Linked DNA regions of Pan troglodytes: region 1 is linked to region 2. The links are chromatin contacts, called in public Hi-C maps. All regions are on one chromosome and are shown on one strand. The core of a region is the stretch at or near the end of the contact, and the rest is flanking DNA. Distances in the headings are between cores, read along the strand shown.

Region 1 (3,553 bases), core at 759-3,258, 400 kb after region 2:
CTCTAAAGACTTCAATAATCAGAGGACCTATTGCCTCTTGGTTTCATTTTAAAAATCTCCTATATAAAGCAACAATAAGTCCAAACTTACCTATTTCATGGTTTGGTTGGAGCCTAAAGTGAGGAAATGTCTGTGCAAGCACCTTGTGATCTGTAAAAAGGTATACACACATTAGGGCTGGGCGTGGTGGCTCACACCTGTAATCCCAGCACTTTGGGAGGCCGAAGCAGGTGGATCACCTGAGGTCGGGAGTCCGAGACCAGCCTGATCAACATGGAGAAACCCCATCTCTACTAAAAATACAAAATTAGCTGGGCATGGTGGTGTGTGCCTGTAATCCCAGCTACTTGGGAGGCTGAAACAGGAGAATCGCTTGAACCTGGGAGGCGGAGGTTGCAGTGAGTCAAATTCTCCTAGAAGAGAGAGATATATACATGCTAGAGATATATACAAATCACGCCATTACACTCCACCCTGGGCAACAAAGTGAAACTCCATCTCATAAAAAAAAAAAAAAAAAAAGGTATACACACATTAGGAAGAGAGGGTTTGTAGAGAGGACATGGTGTGCTGAATATGAAGTTTAGCCTTTAAAGAATTTCTAGTAGGCATTACATTATGAAAAAACAAAGGAAATTGGCCCATGACTGTGTTTATTACAATGCTGATAATCATGTTGTTTGCTGAATGTTACTATAGTACTATATAACAAAATCTAAGCACTTTGCAAAGTCCTCTATAATTTCAGCCTATTTCTTACCAAATTCTCTTAAGAAGCCCAGGATCAAGTGAACAGCCTTATTCACAGCAATCAACCACAACATTTCAGACTTAAATCATTGCATTTTAGAGCTTAAAAAAGGGTTCTAAAGAACTTTAATAACATGGACATTGTCATGATTATTATAATAACTATTATTTGTTGAGTGCTGATTGTGTCCTAAGAATGATGCTAAGGGTTTCACATACATTATCTCACTAAAGCCTTAAAATAACACTAATTGTCACTTGCTTAAAGTCATCCAGCTAATACCTGAAATAGGATTAAAACCCTGGTCTGCTTGACTCTCAAGTCTGGAATCTTGTCCTCCCTCCCCATTTTTGCCGATGAGAAAATAGACAAGCCTAGAAAGATTATATGAGTTGTCCAACATCGTACAGCTATTAAGTAGCAGAACCAGAACTAAACTCTAGGCCAGGCACAGTGGCTCATATCTGTAATCCCAGCACTTTGGGAGGTTACAGTGGGAGGATTGCTTAAGTCTAGCAGTTTGAGACCACCATGGGCAACACAGTGAGACCCCATCTCTACAAAAAATTTAAAAAATTAGCTAGGCATGGTGGCATGTGCCTGTAGTACCATAAAGTAAAAAAAAAAGAAAAGAAAAGAAAAAAAAAAGAAAGACTACATCTCCTACTCTTAAGCCCAGATTCTCTCCTTTATATAACACAGCCTGTTGGTGAACAAAGCACAGGGCACAAAATTTATTCAGTACTTAACAAAAGAAACATAGAAATAAAAACCTGAACTTCACATTCAGAAAACTAGTGGTTACTGATTTTTAGTCTATTTTGCAGTCAACAGCAAAATATATTCAGTAGCCAGGATGGGAATTGGGAAAGCTGCATTAAGGCATTAAATAGGGTACATATTCATGGATCCTGGTCCCACACTCAGTGAAGTGAACCATGATCTGTGAAAGTGGTTAGTAATCGAATGTTCCTATGGCATAGATACAGTAGAGGAATCCATGGAAGAACATAGAAAGCCTTGGAGCTAAGAAGCATGAAAGATGATTTAAAGGGGAGAGAGCTGTCCTGGATTGTTCATGGAGCAGAAACAGTCTCCCCAGATCTCTACAAAGGGCTCTTCCCATGCCTTTGCTTTGTACCTTTGAATCTCCTGCACCTGGATGGCAGGGGGCCAAGAGGCCAGGGGAGTGTCTCAGGCCTGGGTTTTTTCAGGGCTGACCTAAACGTTCATCTCTGGAAAGCAGCAGGTGCCTTGTCAATCTCCCTAAGCCCTAGGAGAATGTAGAACAATGGCCTCCTCAGTCCCAGCAGTCAAGGCCAGCTCTCCTCAAGGCCACCTCCCTTCCATTTAAGTCCCTTTTTATTGAAGTCAGTTGAATGCTCTCTTATCCGCATTAAAGGGGCTTGGGCTGCTTGAAGCTACAATTAGATTTTTATGCCACCTGGGCATAGAAGGCTCACTTCATTTCCAATGTCTCACCATTTCAGTAGGTTTTTATTTGGAAGTTCACAATTAATTTTTGGTCAGCAAACTACAAGATGAAAGGAAAACTAGACTGGTACACAAAATACTACCTGTGTTACACAGGGAGTCAAGGGCAAAAGACATTGTGACTCCTAACCAATCGTGAGAGGTATGCTCACAAGTGTATCAGCTCAAACCACTGTAATTGTTCCTACAACTCCCCTTGCTGGCCAATGTGAAGCGTGACACAAGAAAAATGAACACTTCTCAGTCTGTTACCTCTTCATCTTCCCTCATATCCAAATACCCCAAGAATGGAAAAAACAAGGGGGAAATGGTAAGAAAAAAACCTAGCGTGAGGGGACTAAAATGGATAGCTTTTGTTTTCTATGTTTTTGAGGGGCAGGGGGGTGTCAGCTATTCAAGTGGGAAATGCAATGAGATAATTATTTTGCTGAAGAAAAATGCCCTCCCCGGTGTAAAAACTGCATGCTATTCACCTTCATATACCTCATAAGAAATAACAGAAGTTACGTGGGCAAGAGTTATACCCAAAGCACCAGGGAGTCTAGATTTGTCAAAGCCATGACCTCTAGCTAATCACAGGGTAGTAGGAGAAAGTGAATTATATTTGTTAAATCTGGCAGTAATCGTGATGAATTGCAAATTCCGAGTATCATCAATTTGGTTATCTCACTGAAATGACATTTTTAATTCAGTAGGAAAATTCCTGTTACATATATTATATTTATTGAGAAATTAAAACATGACACTATACCCGATTCATTTAAATCTGATGGAAAGGTGACATCGGGAATATAGTCTATTAAATACACAAATTTCTGACAGGAACGTGCATTAGAGTATTTTGGGAGACATAAGTAGCTATCAGCTATAAAAACTCATTGTCACTTGAAATTAGAGTAATAGTTCCTGTGCCCTGGAGCCTCGTAACAGCAGATTTGTTCTTTCGTGTAGTTCTCCCATTATTAGTAGCCTCATCACTAGGTCACCTTCTGATCAAACCTTATGATCAAATTCTGTATAATCCAGAAGTGATTTTCCACCCACTGGTTAAACTACTCTGAGAAAATAAGCTTCTTTGAAAGCCATTTTGAGGTTTTGCATTAACTCTGAAATTCCCTATTTAGTTAGTACTTTATGCTTTTCTAATAATTCATAAAATAATGTCCTCATGGCAATTATGTTTGGTGTTGATGAGCCAGAGTGATTGTATTACAGAATATCCATGATTTTTCATTGGATATTCTGTTAGCTATGATAATCCATGATTATTCATTGGATATTCAGTTAGCTAATGCAGAGGAAAAGATT
Region 2 (3,920 bases), core at 330-2,829:
AGAGAGTGGAGAAGGAAATTTGTTTTTAATGTACTGTTTAATAAAAAAAACATAAACATGTATTTGTTCAATATTTAAAAAGTTTTGAAATGTTTATCCTCTTTGAAACTCCTTTTATGATGTTATCCTGGAGAAATAAAGATATAATAACTATTTTGTATTAAGTTGATCATTGTGACATTATAATGGTGAAAAATTAGAAATAACCTAAACATCTAGCATTTAGAGAATGGTTAATATTGGGAAAATGAACTGTAATATAATGCAGTCTTTTAAAAATCAAGTTTCTGAAAATTTCACCAGATGGAGAAATACTGACAATATGCTAATTAAATTCAGTATTAATCTCGATGTAAAATCTGTGTTAATCTCCATGATGTTAAAAATGCATAGAAAAATAAAAAGCCTAGAAGAAAATATTCCCAAATGACAACAGAAGTTGCCTCTGATAGTGAGATTACAGGAGATTCTTCATTTTCTGAACCTCTGTATTTTCATATTCTTTTCACTTTTTTCTGCAATAAGCATGCATTATTTTGTAATGTGAAAGAAAAAGAAAGTAAAATACTGAGAAAATTATGACGTGCATTCCTGGCATGAGTCAGGAGCTGAATTTTCATGTTTAAATTAGTTTCAGAAACACAGGAGTGGTTTCTAGGCAACCTGCTTGGGAAATTATGTTCATTTCCATTGTTGCTGGAGTGTGCGTGAGTGTCTGAAAGAAAATGTAAGAGACGAACCTTTGCAAAAGCAGACTCCTGCTAAGGAAAAATAAGCTTTGCCACCCAGTTTTGGTCATGGGGACTTGAGTTACTGTGGCCTCAGAGGCCCCTAGGGGCCTGATCATTTTTTTTCTTTCTTTTTTCCTCCATCTTTTCTTTTCTTTTCTTCCTTCCTTCCTTCCTTTTTCTTGCTTGCTTTTTTTTTTTTTTCAAATGAGTGATTGATTTTAATGAGGATTGCTATAGGTAGGTACAGTACATTAGACATTCAAGCCTCTGCATAAGGTGTGGGAAACTGAGAGGGGAGAGAGAATCAAGCAAAAACCCCCACTCTGTGCCTCTGCTGAGAATCCAGGGCTGTAATTCAGGCCGTTGCAAGGCTTTACAAGATGGATTGTAGCTCAGGATGTGAAAAGACTGCCTCATCATCATGTGAGTCATTTACCATTATTATAGACAATCCTGCTGTGCCAAAGGGCTTTTAATCAGAAGGAAACACTGAAAAATGGAATCAGGGCTAAGAAACGCTTGGCCCAGCCTGATGGGCTGTGGAGGATGGGCTGAGTTAAGAATATTTTTTAGCCTCAAGGGAGATGCGTTCTTCACTAAGCGTTTGCAGAAGGTGCAGAAGGTATTGTTCTCAGCCCACGGTGTGTGTTTTGTTGACCTTGACTGCGTTTTTCAGCAAGAAGGAAAGGCTATTTGCCTGATAAATGGAATCGGAGCTCAGCGTCTCGCTCCTAGGCCCCCTAGTGGTTGTCTTTTGCAATTAAAAAAATGAAGTGACTTGAGGTCAACAGCAGGCTCTTTGGGTAACGATCGCAGGTGACTAGAGTGTGCTGCTTTTGACGCTGGCTCCCCCAGACTTCATCAAAGCTCAGGGGAGAAGCCTTGAAAATCAGGAGCTCCAGAGGGACAGACGCATTTCCTCACAGAACGCGGGACAGGAAGGCAGGAACCTTCCGTTGTGGATGGTGAAGAGCTTGTTCTGTCTTCAAACTTCTGAACCAATGTCCTGCATTCCATGTATGTGGCTCATGGTTCTGACCACTGCTGCTTTAAAATGACAGACCCCTGGGCCGGGCACGGTGGCTCACGCCTGTCTGTAATCCCAGCCCTTTGGGAGGCCGAGGCGGGCAGATTACCAGGTCAGGAGATCGAGACCATCCTGGCTAACACGGTGAAACCCCTGTCTCTACTAAAAATTAAAAAAAAAAAAAAAAAGAAAGAAAGAAATTAGCCGGGCTTGGTGGCGGGCGCCTGTAGTTCCAGTCCCAGCTACTCCGGAGGCTGAGGCAGTAGAATTGCTTGAATCCAGGAGGCGAAGCTTGCAGTGAGCCGAGATCGTGCCACTGCACTCCAGCCTGGATGACAGAGTGAGACTCCATCTCTCACACACACAAAAAACAAAACAAAACAAACAAACAAACAAAAAGACAGACCCCTGGAAGGTAAATGAAGAGAGGGACCAACAGTGACTGCCCCTCCTTCTCTGGCAGCTCTTGAGGGCAGGCCCTTCTCTTTTCATCTTGTACTCCAGGGCTTATCAAAAGGGCTTAGTATAAGTAGACTCCACAGATGCTTGTGGTCTGAATGATATGTGGAGCCCAGTGGGGTAGATAATATTATTCCTTTCACCCATGAGGAAACTGAGGTGCAAAGAAGATTTTTTAAAAATGCCTGAGATCTCTCACTAATAAATGACAGAACCGAAACTCCAGTCCCAAATCCCAAAGCCTTTTTTTCTACCAAGATGCACCCCTACGCCTCCACCATGCACTCCATCTTGCTGGTCCAGTCCGTCAAGTGAGAGCCTCGTTTTTGGTCTCTGCCTCCTATGGATCAGTCCACCCTGGAGGCGCAACCTTCTTTCCCTTCTCTGAACTTCTGGTTCAGACCTCTCATTTGGCAGCGAGTCACGCCTTTAAGGAATAGTTGGCAGGGTGCAGTGGCTCACGCCTATAATCCCAGCACTGTGGGAGGCTGATGTGGGCAAATCGCTTGAGCTTAGGAGTTCGGGACTAGCCCAGGCAACATGGTGAAATCCCTGTCTCCACTAAAAATAAAAAAAAAAAGTAGCTGGATGTGGTGGCGGTGCCTGTGGTCCTAGCTCTCTGGAGGCCGAGGTGGGAGGATCGCTTGAGTCCAGGAGGCAGAGGTTGCAATGAGCTGAGATTGCACCATTGCACTCCAGTGGGTGACAAAGCAAGACCCTGTCAAAAAAAAAAAAAAGAGTCAGGTGCAGTGGCTCATGCCTGTAATCCCAGCACTTTGGGAGGCCGAGGCAGGTGGATCTCCTGAGGTCAGGAGTTCGAGACTAGCCTGGCCAACATAGGGAAACCCCGTCTCTACTGAAAATACAAAAATTAGCCAGGTGTGGTGATGCATGCCTGTAATCCCAGCTACTCAGGAGGATGAGGCAGGAGAATCACTTGAACCCGGGAAGTGGAGGTTGCAGTGAGCTGAGATTGTGCCACTGTATGCCAGCTTGGGCGACAGAGCCAGACTCCGTCTTAAATAAATAAATAAATAGGGGGGAAAAAAAGAAAAGAAAAGAGAAAAAAAGCTATGTGGGATGGCAGGCGATGCACCTGGTGAGGAAGGCGGGACAGAGAGTTTGAAGGGTCTCCTATGCCATGATTTAGAGCAGGGCCTTCATCCTGTGGGTGATGGGGGACATGGGAGGATTTCATACAGGCAGGGGAGTGTAACATGGTCAGAGTCCAAAACATTGAAGTAACAGCAGTGTGAGTGGGGACTAGAGGAAAAGGAGACTGAAGGAAGAAGGACCAGCCCCAAGATGGTTTTCAATAGTCCAGGAAATACTACCTTGTAGGGGTTTGGGGTGATGAGAGGGATGGCGTGGGTTTAGCAGACAGGATTGATGAAACCTGGTAGCAGATGGGATGTAGTAGTATGTGAGGGGAATGTGGGACAACTCCCAGTATCTGGCATGGGGGACTGGGAAATGGTGACTTCCTTCATCAAAACCAGGAACCCATGGCAGGCCAGGGGAAGATAGTGAGTTCCACTTTGGCCACATCTGAAATGCTATGGAATCTCCAAGCAGAGCCGTCTAGGAAGTGCTTGGTATGTGAGAGTCTGAGCTTTGGGTAGATACTGGTTTCGGATGTAAAAACGCTGGATCAGGTTTCTCTCTCTATAGACATTCAATAAACATTGTTTTGAGTAGCTAAT

What was found. A called contact is a pair of places that touch in the nucleus more often than the background predicts.
Region 1: a contact with region 2 is called in a Hi-C map of induced pluripotent stem cells, with 2.2 times the contacts expected there. The contact joins two enhancer-like sites. A contact is called at or near these places in 2 of 7 Hi-C or Micro-C datasets (induced pluripotent stem cells and stem cell-derived neural progenitor cells).

What each region holds. Positions count from the first base shown.
Region 1 is chr3:41,039,858-41,043,410 of NHGRI_mPanTro3-v2.0_pri, forward strand. No RefSeq gene overlaps it. Among named protein-coding and RNA genes, the nearest start is that of NSUN7, 32 kb to the right of the region's middle. Within about 2 kb of position 2,009, at least 2 of the 24 cell types and tissues checked have an H3K27ac peak or open chromatin away from gene starts, as enhancers often do. A contact at or near this core is called in induced pluripotent stem cells, where this site is marked.
Region 2 is chr3:40,642,967-40,646,886 of NHGRI_mPanTro3-v2.0_pri, forward strand. No RefSeq gene overlaps it. Among named protein-coding and RNA genes, the nearest start is that of CHRNA9, 14 kb to the right of the region's middle. Within about 2 kb of position 1,580, at least 13 of the 24 cell types and tissues checked have an H3K27ac peak or open chromatin away from gene starts, as enhancers often do. A contact at or near this core is called in induced pluripotent stem cells, where this site is marked.